Regions from separate parts of the Hordeum vulgare genome. Here region 2 is linked to region 1. Evidence: chromatin contacts called from public Hi-C data. All regions are on one chromosome and are shown on one strand. The core of a region is the stretch at or near the end of the contact, and the rest is flanking DNA. Distances in the headings are between cores, read along the strand shown. Region 1 holds the start of LOC123395383 (probable inactive serine/threonine-protein kinase bub1). Region 2 holds the start of LOC123452042 (cell division control protein 45 homolog).

Evidence for each region. A called contact is a pair of places that touch in the nucleus more often than the background predicts.
Region 2: a Hi-C map of seedling shows a contact between it and region 1, with 4 times the contacts expected there. The contact joins the promoter of LOC123452042 here to the promoter of LOC123395383 in region 1. A contact is called at or near these places in 4 of 6 Hi-C or Micro-C datasets (leaf and seedling) and 1 of 1 datasets of contacts at active chromatin or transcription factors (embryo).

Annotation. Positions count from the first base shown.
Region 1 is chr5H:314,582,357-314,585,611 of MorexV3_pseudomolecules_assembly, forward strand. LOC123395383 (probable inactive serine/threonine-protein kinase bub1) reads left to right here and starts at 1,660. Exons shown (of 7, transcript XM_045090374.1): 1 at 1,660-1,881; 2 at 1,967-2,111; 3 at 2,394-2,551; 4 at 2,671-2,755; 5 at 2,830-2,884; 6 at 2,970-3,255. The coding sequence starts at 1,757.
Region 2 is chr5H:314,767,430-314,770,998 of MorexV3_pseudomolecules_assembly, forward strand. LOC123452042 (cell division control protein 45 homolog) reads right to left here and starts at 2,289. Exons shown (of 1, transcript XM_045128616.1): 1 at 11-2,289. The coding sequence starts at 2,274. The coding sequence ends at 457.

The DNA of each region.
Region 1 (3,255 bases), core at 410-2,909:
TTGCTCCATCTTCTCCCTTAGGCTTGATGCCTCTCCTTTCATCTTCACCCTTTGCTTGCCCTTCTTGGTTCCCTCGGGCTTGCCCAAGTTCCTCTCCTTCTCCTCATCTTCACTATCATCCATCCTAAGCATTGCCGACTTCTTGGGTGCGGTCTCTTGATCCCTCAACTTCCACTTGTCAAAGGTTTGAAGAATTGCCCAAGCATGCTTAAATGGGAATGTCTTGCCCTTGGAAGCGACCATCTCCTTGTACCTCATGCCGGCAATTGTCTCGTATCAACCACACATAATCACATAAGAACCCACCAATAGCATAGTACACACACATAATCAAAATAGTGAAGAGATATGTACTCACATAGCCACTCTCCACGGTTTCACTAGGTGGTGCATCCCTCACTTGGTCCATGGCCGCACTCCAACGAGCACAAGCGGGCTTCATCAAATCCCACCGGCCTTGAAGCGACCGGTAACTGCGAGAGATGAATCCACTATTCTTCGGCTTGATCCTACAATAGTTGTCCTCGATCCTGTGCCAATACCGTTTACCGGTTTGATCGGTGCCGGTGGTTGCATCGATCCCCACAGATGCCCAAGCACGAACCAAGAGGATATCTTCCGCTTCGGTGTAGTTTGTCGACCGCGCGTGTGGGCGGGAAGCGGCGGTGAATGCCTCCTCCCCTATCTCGGCCACCTCCTCCTCGTTATCCCCTTCATCCTCCTCATCTTCCTCAACCTCCTCACCAAAGGGTTCTAGAGGCGGAGCCCCGAGGTCCACCTCCGCGTCTTGAAGGAGGTCCATGAACGAGGATGGGGTTGCCATTTCCTCGAACACCTCGTGCGCGGCGGGAGGAGGTTCGACGACGGCGGCGGGCGGGGCCGCGGGCTTCTTCCGCGCCGCGACCTTCTTCCGCTTCGGGGACGCGCCGGCGACCTTGGAGGAAGCCCCTCGCGGCCCACGGGAGGACACCTTCAGCCGGCTCTTCTTGGGGGCGGGCGCGGCGGGGACGGTGGCCGGGGCGGGGACGGTGGCCGGGGTGGGAGCTGGGGAGGCGGCAGGAGGCGGTGCGAGGCCCGCCCGCCGCCGCTTGGCCCCGACGTGGGTCGCCGCCACCACGTCGGCCACAGGACGGGGGCGGGCGGGGGTGCGGGGGGGGGGGGGGGGGGGGAAGCCTCCATGGCGGCGTGGCGGCGGGAGGAGCTGGGGAGGCGGGGGCGAGGGCGGGCGGGGGGGGGGGGGAGGAGCCTCCATGGCGGCGTGGCGCGCAGGAGGAGCTGGGGAGGCGGGGGGAGTTTTCCCTCCCGCGCGATGTGGGAAGAGGAGTGCGGGTTGGGGGGAGTTTTCCCTCCCAACCCTCACTTCTACAGGCTGGGAAGGGGTTTGAGGGTTGAACCTCTAATTTTTTTTACGGGTTTAAAGGTTTAAGGGTTCTAGTCTACGCCGTTTTGTCGATGAAAACTGTAAAAAAAAGTTATTTTTAAGGGTTTGAGAATTTGAGGGCTCTACTAGAGATGCTCTCAAAGTTGGGTTGGATTTGTAGATTTGATTAAAAAGGACAAAAAGGGGAAAATCTCAGACCAGACCGTTGGGTGACCAAGGCTGACAGGCGGCCATATAATACGATAGGTGGACCCACATGTCAGTATATGTGGCTGAAGTCACAAAATTGCAGCCCTGATTTCAAATCCGGCAAGCCGCCGCTTGCTCGGTTGCTTCTCGTCCCGGCGGCGGGCCATCGACCCTACCAATACACCCATGGCCGCAGCCGCCGACCCGCAGCACGGCCACATCGACATGGAGAAGGAGAAGGAGCTCCTCTCATCGGTGATTGGTGACATCCGCTGTTACTCCGGTTCCGACCCCCTCCGCCCATGGCTCCGGTACGGCCCTGCCCCCAATCACCGCGCCTGCCCGCACCGCGTCTCTCCTTTCCTCCTCTCTGATCGAACCGATTCCGTTTTACAGGGGGATCCGGAGGCTGGAGGGGGCGCTGCCACCGGCGACGTTGCGGGAGAAGCTGCCGAGGTTCCTCCAGAAGTGCGCCCAAGAGTTCCAGGACGAGCCCCGGTACCGCGACGACCCGCGGTACCTCCGCGTCTGGATCCAGATGGTGAGCCACTTGCTGCTATACCAAAGCATAGCACCGGCTGACTACGCGACGGTTTCATTTCGTTGGGGATTTACTGAGAGATGTTGAGATTGATTGGTATATTTATCGGCAGACTATCATCTGTTTGCTAATTTGCCATGCTAGGAGTTGCCTCCTACTGAATGTTCTCGTTGAAACACCACAGTTACTGAGCTCCGTTTCGCTCGGGTTCTCTTTGAGATAGGAACATTCTCTTGGATTGTTGCGAGGTCATATTGTGATTGCATGGTTTTGATGGTGTAGATGGACTATGTGAAGGATGCAAAGCCATTGCTGAAGAAGTTGGAGAGGAACAGAATAGGCCTCAAGAGAGCTGCATTTTATATGGCTTACGCGATATATTATGAGAAGCGTAGGAGGTTTCAGGATGCGGAGCAGATGTACCGCATGGGAATTCAGAAGTAATCTCTTACCCACCATGCTGTAGAGGATACTGTCGTTTGCTTGTACAGTTTGTTATTATTGTCTGAATATAAGTCTGGTTATGTAAACCTGGGTACTTAATGAAACTGTTCAATAGCCTTGCAGAGCCTATCGAGGAGTTACACAAATCACACGATCAGTTTATCTATCGCATGGAGTTATACCAGAAGAAGAAAGATAAAGTATGGCTTTCACTTCACCTTGGCAAATATTGTGCGTATGTAATCTTTTCTTACTATATACATTTCATCTGTAGGAAGGAATGCCTAGCAGAGTTAAACCACTTCCTAGATGTGCAAACCAAGTTGATGGTACGTTTAGAAAGAAAAAAACTTTGCTCAGGCTATCTAAATCAGTTTCTAGTGGAACTTACATGTCATTGGAAATATGCTGCAGGTCAAAGCAGAAATTATGCAGAACTTAAGTCCAATCCAGTGCAAAAATTGGGAAGCAGTTCAAGTTCTTCATCGTGCCGTTATCCTCCATTAGGTCATGCTAAAGATGGTGTACTATCCAGAGGCACCTCAGGAGATAACAAGAATTTGTCTCGTTGTAATAGTGATGATACTGTAGTTGTACGATTTGTTGGCTCTGCATTGGTTGGAAAGTCAGAAACTGAAGATGCTTGTCATCATGGCCTCGTTGAACCAACTATAAACTTGAAGGAGGCTATGGATGACAT
Region 2 (3,569 bases), core at 1,039-3,538, 190 kb after region 1:
CGCGTGTTAGTTTGCACACTAAAAACTTGAAACAACTTTATTGATACAGAAACGAATACAACATTATCCTACAATAAAAGCTGCATGCTTATGCAAGTACAGATACTAACATCCATTCTATCAGGTAGAGAAACCAGTAAGCAAGTGTACCTTGCCCCTTGTAGGTCAGAATCAGGTTGGCATCTGAATCTGATGGATTATCCTTTGCTAATGGGGCAGTTGGAGAGTGGAACAGCCTCTCCTCTATCACTAAAAACATGATTGCCAAGCAACTCAGATGTTGCAAATTACAATGTTTGTCAGGCTGCTATCTGTAATTTGGTGAAAATATCAGGTGAGCAACATGGCATGCACCACCATCATCAACTAGTCAACCTCCTTTATTTAGAGAGCACAAGCCTCGGATTTCCCATCTTGGGAATGAAAGAATCATCAGCGTGGGGCGAGCACATGGCATCAAAGCTTCTCTGTTAACCGAATCATGAAAGAACTGACAGCAACAACATCAAGAACAATCCATGATGACTCAAACATGTCATGGAAATAATCTGCACCGATCTCCTCTGCCGCTGACCTAAATGCATTACCAAACGCGTTCCCCTGAACTGCCCCGAGCCTTGGCTTCCCACATACACCAATGACCAACACCTTCTCAGGCTCCCTTGCTAAGCAGGCACAGATTAGTGGCTTCATCCTTGCACCCCTCTCCTTTAGTGCATCCATCAGGAAGAAACAGAATTTAGTAAGCGCCTGTGGATGGCACAGCTTAGCAGTGTCCACTGGATCATCAAGCTTCACCCACCGGAACTTCTTAGCACTCCGGATGAATCCACTCTTGGTGATGGCTGAGCTTCCCTGCCTCAGTATCGCCATCTGTATCTCAATTGCAGATTGCATTCCTTTTCGCAGCTGATCCACATTGCTCAGCGACAACGCAGAGTATGCAACCCAAAATTGCTCAGCAGCACAGGACTCCTTTGAGTCCTTGGACTCGGCATTGAGGGATTCAAGCAAAGCTGTGACGCCATAGACAACATCCGCAGCAGACACCTTGGACCTGTAACCGTGCACCCTCAGGAAGCTCCGGTAGTAGAACTCAGTGAGCCCATACTCAGGCAGGAACCGATCAAACTCATCGCGCATCTTGCGCTTGACCTCCATGCTCATGTACTGGAACCTCTTCTGGCAGTCGGCGAGCGGGAACCCCATCCTCGCTAGGAGCAGCTTCAGCTTCTTCAGCCCGTTGTCGCTCCAGGTCTTGAGCTTGGTCGCGACATATGAGGAGCAGAGCATGGAGTCGAACAAACTCCACTCCCGCAGCAGCATCAGCCTTGGCTCGTCCTCATAGGCGATGCGGGAGGCCTCCGGCGCCCGGATCTTGGTTCCATCCTTGAGCGTCACCACCGACCCGAGGCCGGACGGGTCGAGGTTGCCTGATCCATTGATGTGCTGCTCGAGCTCCATGACGGCAGCCTGGTAGCGCTCGTTGGTGATGCGCTCGTGGACGAACTGGTCAGTGAGGGAGACGCAGGCGAGCCAGAGGAGCTCGTTGGTGTTCCTGCGGAGCGCGTGGGCGAGCTCGTACATGAGGCACCCCGAAGGCTTCCCGTGGAAGGTGCCGAGGCGGTAGTACTCCCTCCGCAGCTTGCCGAACAGCCTCTCCGGGTCGCCGTCCGCCTCCTCCCCATCGTCCGAGAGCCGCCGCCTCTTCCTTCTCCCTCCCTCGGCATCAGAATCGGAGTCGGAGGCGTCAGAGTCCTCGTCCTCCTCCGAGACACGGAGGTGCTCGTCGGCGTCCCCGTCGGCGGTGAGGTCGGAGGCGTTGGCGAGGGCGGAAACGTCGAAATCATAGGAGAGGTCGGCGGTGTGCTCGTCGTCGGTGGAGAACAGCACGACGACGCGGTCGTTGGCGGCGGCGAGGTTGTGGAGGTGGACGGGGCGGTGGGAGTCGACGACGAACGCGGTGGAGGCGGGGGGCAGGATGCCGCGGAGGTCGCGGTGCGCGCCCCAGTTGATGAGGAGCAGACAGAGCGGCTGGGACGCGGAGAAGGAGGCGAGGAGGGTGGCGGCGGCGGCGGCGGAGGCGACGGGGTAGATGGAGAAGCGGATGGAGTCGGCGGAGAGGACGTGGGCGAGCGCCTTGAGCGCGCAGAGGGAGTCGGCGTCGGCCGCGGATGGGAGGATCAGCAGCGGGGAGGAGGCGGCCGCCGCGGCGGCGGCGGCGGCGGCGCGGAGGCGGGCGTAGAAGGAGTCGGCGCGGAGCTCCCGCACCATTGGCGCATCAACGAGGGGGGATCGAGATCGAGAATTTTGGGTGGAGGGGAGGGGAGGGGAGGGGTGGAGAGGAATGCTCGAGATCTGGGAATGGAGTTTGGATTGGGGGCGCTTTGTGGGAGCGGCGAGCGCGGGAGGATTTCGGGATTTTGGTTTTGGGAGGGAACGGCTCGCGTCTTTCGATTTTCGAACTCCAAATTTTCGGCTTTGGGGGGATGGAATCCCGTTCCGGCTCGTCACTGGAGCAGAGCCGCTTGTGCCACCCCGATGTTTCCTTGGATGACAGGTGGGCCCACGTTCCGGTGGGGCGGGCTTGTCATACGGGAGAAACAGACGGGCCATACGATTGATTCATTTCATTCGGTGATGCGTAAACGTCACTACTGCTCGTAGATAGCTGGGCTGGTTCTGACCTACTAATTGCGAGGCCGCATGGGCTCAGGTCCAGCGTCTATAATCGAGAGACTTTCAGGAGGGAAAATCCTATTCGCCGCTTGCTGCGGCGAATGGTCGAGGTTTCGCACAAGGGCGGATGCAAGGGAGGCTAGTTGGCCCGGCCATTTCCAGCTTTGCACAGTGCGGCCAAGTTTCTTCTGTGTTGTTTCTTTTTCTATTTACTAGAAAAAAGGCTCGTGCGTTGTAACGGAAGCGAAAAAAAATCCACGTTTCTAATATAACATGATGTCCTGTATTTCCCGAGTCTAAGAAGAAACTATATGGTTCAGACTTTGGACTCGTGTCTCACGTTTAAACGAAGAAATATTCCTCTCTAGGGTAAAGGTGCAAATATAGATAAAATGTATAGATTGCTTTCCCAAATTATTTTGAACCTTTTCCAAAATTCACATTAAAGTTCTACTCCAAGTTTAGTATCCAAACCTTTCCCATAAATCTTTCTGCATTTGTTAAAGCCACCCACAAATTTTCATCATTTTTCAGAAATCCTAAATCGAACTTCTAGTTCTAACTCATTTGAATTGAATTTAAATGAGTTTGATTAATATGATTCCATCATGACAAAACATTATCTTCCCAATATACATATTTAAAGTAGTCCAGGGAATTTGTCCTCACTTCAAAACTCTTCTCCAAACCCCTTTGTGCTTGTCTTCTACTCCCTCCGTTCCTAAATATAAGTCTTTCTATAGATTTCACTAATAGACTACATACGAATGTATATAGACATACTTTAGAGTGTAGATTCATTCATTTTGCTCCGTATGTAGACTTCTAATGAAATCTCTTAAAAGACTTATATTTAGGAACGGGGGGAGTAGTTCTTTGTTTATTTCTAA